Linked DNA regions of Mus musculus: region 2 is linked to region 1. A link is a contact called in public promoter capture Hi-C data. All regions are on one chromosome and are shown on one strand. The core of a region is the stretch at or near the end of the contact, and the rest is flanking DNA. Distances in the headings are between cores, read along the strand shown. Region 1 has its middle 15 kb from the start of Zfp28. Region 2 overlaps Usp29 (ubiquitin specific peptidase 29).

Evidence for each region. Promoter capture Hi-C pulls out the DNA fragments that hold promoters and counts their contacts.
Region 2: a contact with region 1 is called in a promoter capture Hi-C map of cranial neural crest. The contact joins two enhancer-like sites. A contact is called at or near these places in 2 of 39 promoter capture datasets (cranial neural crest and liver) and 1 of 115 datasets of contacts at active chromatin or transcription factors (stem cell-derived neural progenitor cells).

The regions. Positions count from the first base shown.
Region 1 is chr7:6,397,059-6,400,276 of GRCm38.p6, forward strand. No RefSeq gene overlaps it. Among named protein-coding and RNA genes, the nearest start is that of Zfp28, 15 kb to the left of the region's middle. Within about 2 kb of position 1,628, at least 170 of the 459 cell types and tissues checked have an H3K27ac peak or open chromatin away from gene starts, as enhancers often do. A contact at or near this core is called in stem cell-derived neural progenitor cells, where this site is marked.
Region 2 is chr7:6,833,806-6,837,023 of GRCm38.p6, forward strand. The region is part of intron 2 of Usp29 (ubiquitin specific peptidase 29); the gene reads left to right. Among named protein-coding and RNA genes, the nearest start is that of Mir3099, 32 kb to the left of the region's middle. Within about 2 kb of position 1,711, at least 58 of the 459 cell types and tissues checked have an H3K27ac peak or open chromatin away from gene starts, as enhancers often do. A contact at or near this core is called in stem cell-derived neural progenitor cells, where this site is marked.

The sequences.
Region 1 (3,218 bases), core at 378-2,877:
GAGGGGGGGGGGAGAGAACCACGTGTATTTGTGTTGTGTACCCTCAGAGGCCAGGAGAGCACTAGATCCTCAGGAGAGCAACTCAGCACAGGAATTTAAAAAAATTAAATATGCTAATTTAATCTAAAGATATTCTTATTTAATACATGCTAATGAATGACAGGAGGCAAAAGTTCAGTCTCCTTTCACTTTGTTACTGTGAGAACAGCAAGCCTTGTATCTGTAGTATAGACACTGCAGTTCATAGCATACACATCTCAAGTCTCAGTTGATGTTGGCACCGTGTGGTGTAGCAGCATCCATAGAACAAAGTACACGTTAGGTATTCAGAGCCAAGGCTGCAATGGAACTGTGTAATGCGACATGGGAGATTGCTACCAGAAAGACCTCATACATGTTGAAATCTGAATTTTTAGTTGTACATTCAGAAGCTTACTGTTGTTTGCATCTTCTTCAGTGTTTATGGTCAGCTAGGCAGCTTAAGAAGCTGAAGTTTGGAGTTTACTGGGGCTTATGGTACATGGACTGTTCAGAACATCCCTGGTGTGTCTGCGCTTTTAGGGGAAAGTCAGCTACTATAGTTGCACACTCAAGGTATGCCCATGTTTACATAAAGGTAGTCTATTTGGCTGTTTTGACTGACAGTCCTTTTGCTTAAAGTAGTCAGGCAGCAAGAGAGGGAGGGGGAGGAGAGGGAGAGGGGAGCTGCCATCTGGAGGCTCAAATTTCCACATCCAACATCTTTGCCAAGTAACAAGAAAATTAACAACACTGGAGGTGTTTCTATGAATTTAAACAACTTTACATTAATAGTAGTAATGACTTTTGTTTGTATATTTGTTTCTTTTTTGAGACAGAATCTCTACATAGCCCTGGTTGTCCTGGAACTCACACTATGTGGACCAGGCTCACCTGAAACTCAGAGATCAGCCTGCCTAATTTTGTCTCCTGATTGCTGGGATTAAAGGTTTGTGCTTCCATGCCCAGCTAGTAGTGACTTTAAGAGTATGCTTTAATTATGTGAACATCTGCCTGGAGCATAAGAGACAGGTGGGTCATCATCTGTTCTGAAGCTCCTATGTGTCAAACACTTTTGTCACCGAAAATAAAGCCCCGAATAGGGTGAAGATGTGTAGTCTTGGGATGTTCAGCCTCGTAGACCTGGGGATTAGGGTGGGTTATGTCAGGAAGCTAAAGCATGAAATGGGTTACGCATTGAAATCACAAGTACACAAATCATAATCAAGTATTTTCCTCCTATCTTTTACTCTGTGTCCCCGATGCCTTCTAAATCTCACTCACTGCCCTCAGCTGTCTTCTACTGCAGAAGCCACAGCCGCCTCCTTGGCTTTAAAGCTTCTCATTTTAATTATATCCAGGCCTCATCTTCGCAAGCTGATAGTCACCTCTGAGCCGGTGTTCTATGGTCCGCCCTTCTTCTAGACTCAGACACGAGGCTGTGTGGTTTCTATTGACTGTATTCTAAAACGGGGGACATCAACTAGGGAAAGAGTGGCGACCAATTGACCTACTGAAGAGGCTTCTTGTCATTCTCTTGTGAAAACCTTGATCTAGATTCGCCGAGCGAGGACTACATTTCCCAAGTGCCATTGCGAGGGATCACTCGCCCACCTCCGGTATAAACCGGAAGTCACTGATACTTCAGCCCAGTCTTGGTGGATGTGGGATGGAAGTTAGACCTGGGTAAACTGCCAAGATTGGTGTCCTGGTCGGCGCAAGTGTGGTCTGGCATCCGTGGAACTGACACATGTGTTTTGTGTGAATGTGGGGATGTGGGTCTGTCTGGAAGGAGGCTGCGGGGAAGTGTGAAACGGGATGCATGGTGGAAGGGGCATGTGCCACCCGGCTTGCTTTCAAGTCCCAGCAGAGGGATGGTTGTGTGTACTGGAATGAGTGAAACACTTGAAAGCGGTTGAGGCGATACTCTTTCACTATCAGATGCGTGGCTTCAGGTGTCAAACTCCAGAATCCAGAGACAGTGTGCAGGCAGCTGAAGTATTTCTTGCTTGACCTTTCTGGAAGAGATAGAGCTCAGGACTCTTCTAGAAGCAATCACTACTTAGGTAAAAATGACAGATAGTTTGGGTCTGGCTAAAATAGCAAAAAGTCGAGATTTGAGGAAGATGTAATTTGCAGTGCCAAGTCTAGAGGGTGTCGGTGGTCTCCAGTGCTGGTAAACTCGTCTGAAGATTTGGAAGCCACTGATTTATACTATGGATCCAAGTTCAGGAGGGACCTTGACTTGCCCAGAGCTACTTAACCGGGCTCTGCTACATTCCTTTAGGGTGCTGCATACCAGCATTTCGTTTTTCACCTGTCAGGTCCTTGTCCTGTCTCGATAGACTAAGACTTTGGGTTGGAGAGGAGGCTCACAGCTCTATTTAGAAATGTCAGGGGATTCCAAGCTTTGATTCTGTGCAAGAATGTATTCACCTTTCCCTTGCTTCCTTTCTCTCACCGCCCATCCTAGTGACAAAGAGGGAGGGGAGAAGAATTGCTGTTCACAGTCCTCTGAGCCACTTAGAGTGTTCCATTCATTCCAGCACACTATGCTTGCTTCCCTGGACAGAGGTACAACAGCTAATGTTTATTGAGTGCTTATTATGTGACAGACACAGGCTGGGTCTCTAAGACCTTTGGGGAGTATTAATAGAAGAGTGTGAAATTAGGAAATACTTAGTCTTTTTTTTTTTTTTTTAAACAGATGAGGACTTTGAAGCACAAAGGGGACAAATAATCACCAGGAAGTAGAAGAGGCAGGATTCAGAGTCAGCAAGTGATGACTGCAGCATCCACTCTTCTTGCTGTCATGAACTCCCCGCAGGGTCTGTACAAGGTAGAGATTGTTAACACCCTTTGACAGCTGTGCCAGATGGTTAAGTAACATCAAGAGTTCTGTCTTCAAACTTCCACTCCAGGAGTTTTTGTTTTTTATATCTGGTGGTTTGATATGCTTGGCCCAGGGAGTGGCACTATTGGTGTGGCCCTGTTAGAGTAGGTGTGGCCTTGTTGGAGTATGTGTGTTACTGTGGCTTGAAGTGTGTCACCCCAGCTTCCTGGAAGCCAGTATTCTGCTAGCAGCCTTCAGATGATGATGTAGAACTCCCAGCTCCTCCTGTACCATGCCTACTTGGATGCTGCCATGTTCCTGCTTTGGTGATATTTGACTGAACCTATGAACCTGTAAGCCAGCCCCA
Region 2 (3,218 bases), core at 461-2,960, 440 kb after region 1:
CATGGGGATAGGGGGTACTCAAAGTGTGTCTACTCAACCCAGGTATGTTCATGGGACAGGTAAGATGGGCAGTTTGAAATCAGGAAGAAGCAGATATCTGGATAGATGTCTCAGCAATTAAAAACACTTGCTAAACTTGCAGAGAACTAGAATTAGCTTCTCAGAATTCATGAGGTGGCTCACAGCCTCATGTAACTCCTGCTGCCCTCCAAGTATAGCTGCATACATGTGGAATATACTTATGTACATTTATACATTAGACAACAACAAAAACTAACTCTTGAAGCTCAAGAAAGAAAATTATAGCCAGAAAGATCAATTGATGTTTTATCCCCAGCAGCCTCTTCTTGCAACCTATTCCAAGTTTCTTTATTGCCCTCACTTCATCTAAGTTACAGCCATCTTTTGTTTCTTTTTCCTTCAATTTTTATATTAGGGAATATCAATAACTTAAAATTTGCTATATCATCCCTTGTAAGTATACAGCTCCGTGCTCATCAATACAGTTATAATGCCCAACATTATATTCTGTCCACCATATATTCTTAATCCATCTCCAAAGCTTTTTATCTTTACCAGCCAAGACTCTGCCATCATTAGGTCATAACTCCCATTCTCCTGATTCCACAGCCCAGGACAACCATCATCCTAATTCATCCAGGGGGTCGATCACTCTAGGTACCTCACACAAATCGAAGTAGAGTATTTGTCCTTCTCTGACAGGTTTGTTTCCCTTGACACAATGTCTTAAAGGTTCATCTGTGGTATAGCATCTATCAGAGTTTCCTAGTTTAAAAAAAATCATGACAATTTATTTGTTTATCGCATGAGTGCATCTGTAGCAAAGAACAGCTTTTGGACAGTAACTGCCCTCCATTTGCCATGTAGGTCCTAGGCACTGAACGGAGACCCTCAAGCTTGGCAACTAGTACCTTTATCTTCTGATCAATCTCACACACATATTTCCTTCCTTTAAATTTTTTTTTTTTATTTTTGAGATTATAACATAATTAGATCATTTCCCCCTTCTCTTTCCTCCCTCCTTGATTCCTTTCAAATGCATGGCCTCAGTTTTCATTAAGTGTTGTTACATGCACATAGGCACGCACACGTACATTCTTAAATATAACCTGCTCCGTTTGCATAATGTTATCGTGTTATGTTTGCAGGGCTGACCATTCGGTATTGAATAAGCAGTCAGTGTGTTCCTCCCTGGGGAAGACTATTTCTCCCACTCTCCACATTCCTTAGTGGCCTGTAGTAAGGCTGAACACTGTTCCATTGTGTGGACGGAGCTCCTGTTTATTCAGTCATCCACTGGGTCGATATTTCAAACAGTGTTGCCATGACCTGGGGATGTAAATATCTGTTGATTCCCTGCTTTCAGGTCTTTTCAGAAATGTCACAGCTAGGTTAGATGGTAACTTTTGATTTAATTTACAAAACCCTTTCTCTGTCTTCAAAGTTCAGCTCACGGTGTGATTAGCTTCAACTACCAGAGTTCACCAGATGAATTAGCCCAAGAGTATGTGGCTCCCCTGCAAAGCACAGCCATGAGATGTCGGGGAAGGGGGTCTCCGTTTTTCCTCAGCAAACTTTTAGGAAGCCCCTGCTCTGTGCCGGCTTGGCATTTTGATCTCTCCATAAATCTAAGGCCTGGAAATTTTCAGCCTTCTGGGCCTCTTCCTGTATTCTCTCAGCCGCTTTCCATTTGCAGCAGCTGCTATGGTTTCCATGCCAACAGCCTGAGCCTACCTAAGCCCCTGATGCACCAGGTTCTGGAGGGAAATTCTGCACCCCAACAAAGCAAGACTGGATGGGGGAGGGTCAAGAGGGTTAAGCACGTAGGTGTGTAGGTGAGAAACAGGACCAGACTGGGGGTGGGGGGTGGAGGTGGGGGGGAGTCCCATTTGTAGCCCCTCCTTCTCCCCCATCCTAGTGGAGACACATTTTTTTGTTGACCTGCATGTGAGTTAGGAGACTGCCTATGACTGCAAAAAAGCACACAAATACATACAAATGTATGGAAGAACCTCCAAGTTTAGTCCCAGCTTTGATTGATTTTATCGTAAAGATTGAGGCCTGAGTGGCAAGATGGCTCAGAAGGTTAGGAAGCTTGCTGCTAAGCCTGCCAACCTGAGTTTGAGTCCCAAGAATCACATGGTGGAAGGAGAGAATCAACTCTCACAAGCTGTTCTCCAACCTCCATATGTGCACCAGTGTGTGTGCACATGCACACACACACACACACACACACACATATTTAAAAATAATAAAATTTAAAACTGTGTAGGGGTTTGATGTTTAATATTAAATACGTATATTTAACTACTACTATTAAGCAACATAAGCAGGAAGAATTAGCAATAGAAGTCTAATGTCAAATACATATATTTAATTACTATTATTAGGAAACATTAGCAGTGAAATTAGCACTAGAAGCCAGTAAGATAGATGGCTTTATGGATAAAGGTGCTTGCTGTTGCACCTGATGACTTAAGTTCCATCCCTGAGACCTGTGTGTTAGAAGGAGAGAATTGATTCCTGACGGTTGTCCTCTACCCTCCACACACGAGTTGGCACTTGGTGCACATGTGCTTACAAGCATGCTTGTGCATGTGCACACACACATGCACACACACTAAACTTAATTTTAAAAATTTAAACTTAATTTTTAAAAGTTTTTAAGATCTAGGGCTGGAGAGATGGTTCAGTGTTTATGAGCAGGTACGACCCTTACAGAGCATCCAAGTTTAGTTCACAGCACCCATAACAGCTAGTTCACAAGCTCTTGTAACTCCAGATCCAAGGGCTCCAAGGTTCTCTTCTGAACTGGAGGTCACCTGTAACACACACACATACTCTTCCCAAAGCCAGAGATTCATGGGGAAGACAAGCATTGCCATCTCCCAAGCTCTAACACCAGAGCAAGGCCTTTAGTTCTTCAACCTTTGGGTACTGAGGACTTTCCATGGGAAAGCCCCAAGGTGGAGTTATCATGGGAAGCTATAGAAACTGGGCCATCAAAGATTGTTGCCTTCTTGATGTCTTATTCTAGTGGGGGATTGTGGGAAGTGAGTGGTGTAACAGCCAGTCACATCTAGAGACGAGTGTTGATTGGAGCACTGGATGTTCTTTCTGAGGACCTGGCAATTCTCAGCACACACATGATTGGCTCATGACTGTAACTCCACTTTTAGGTGATATGATGCTTCCTC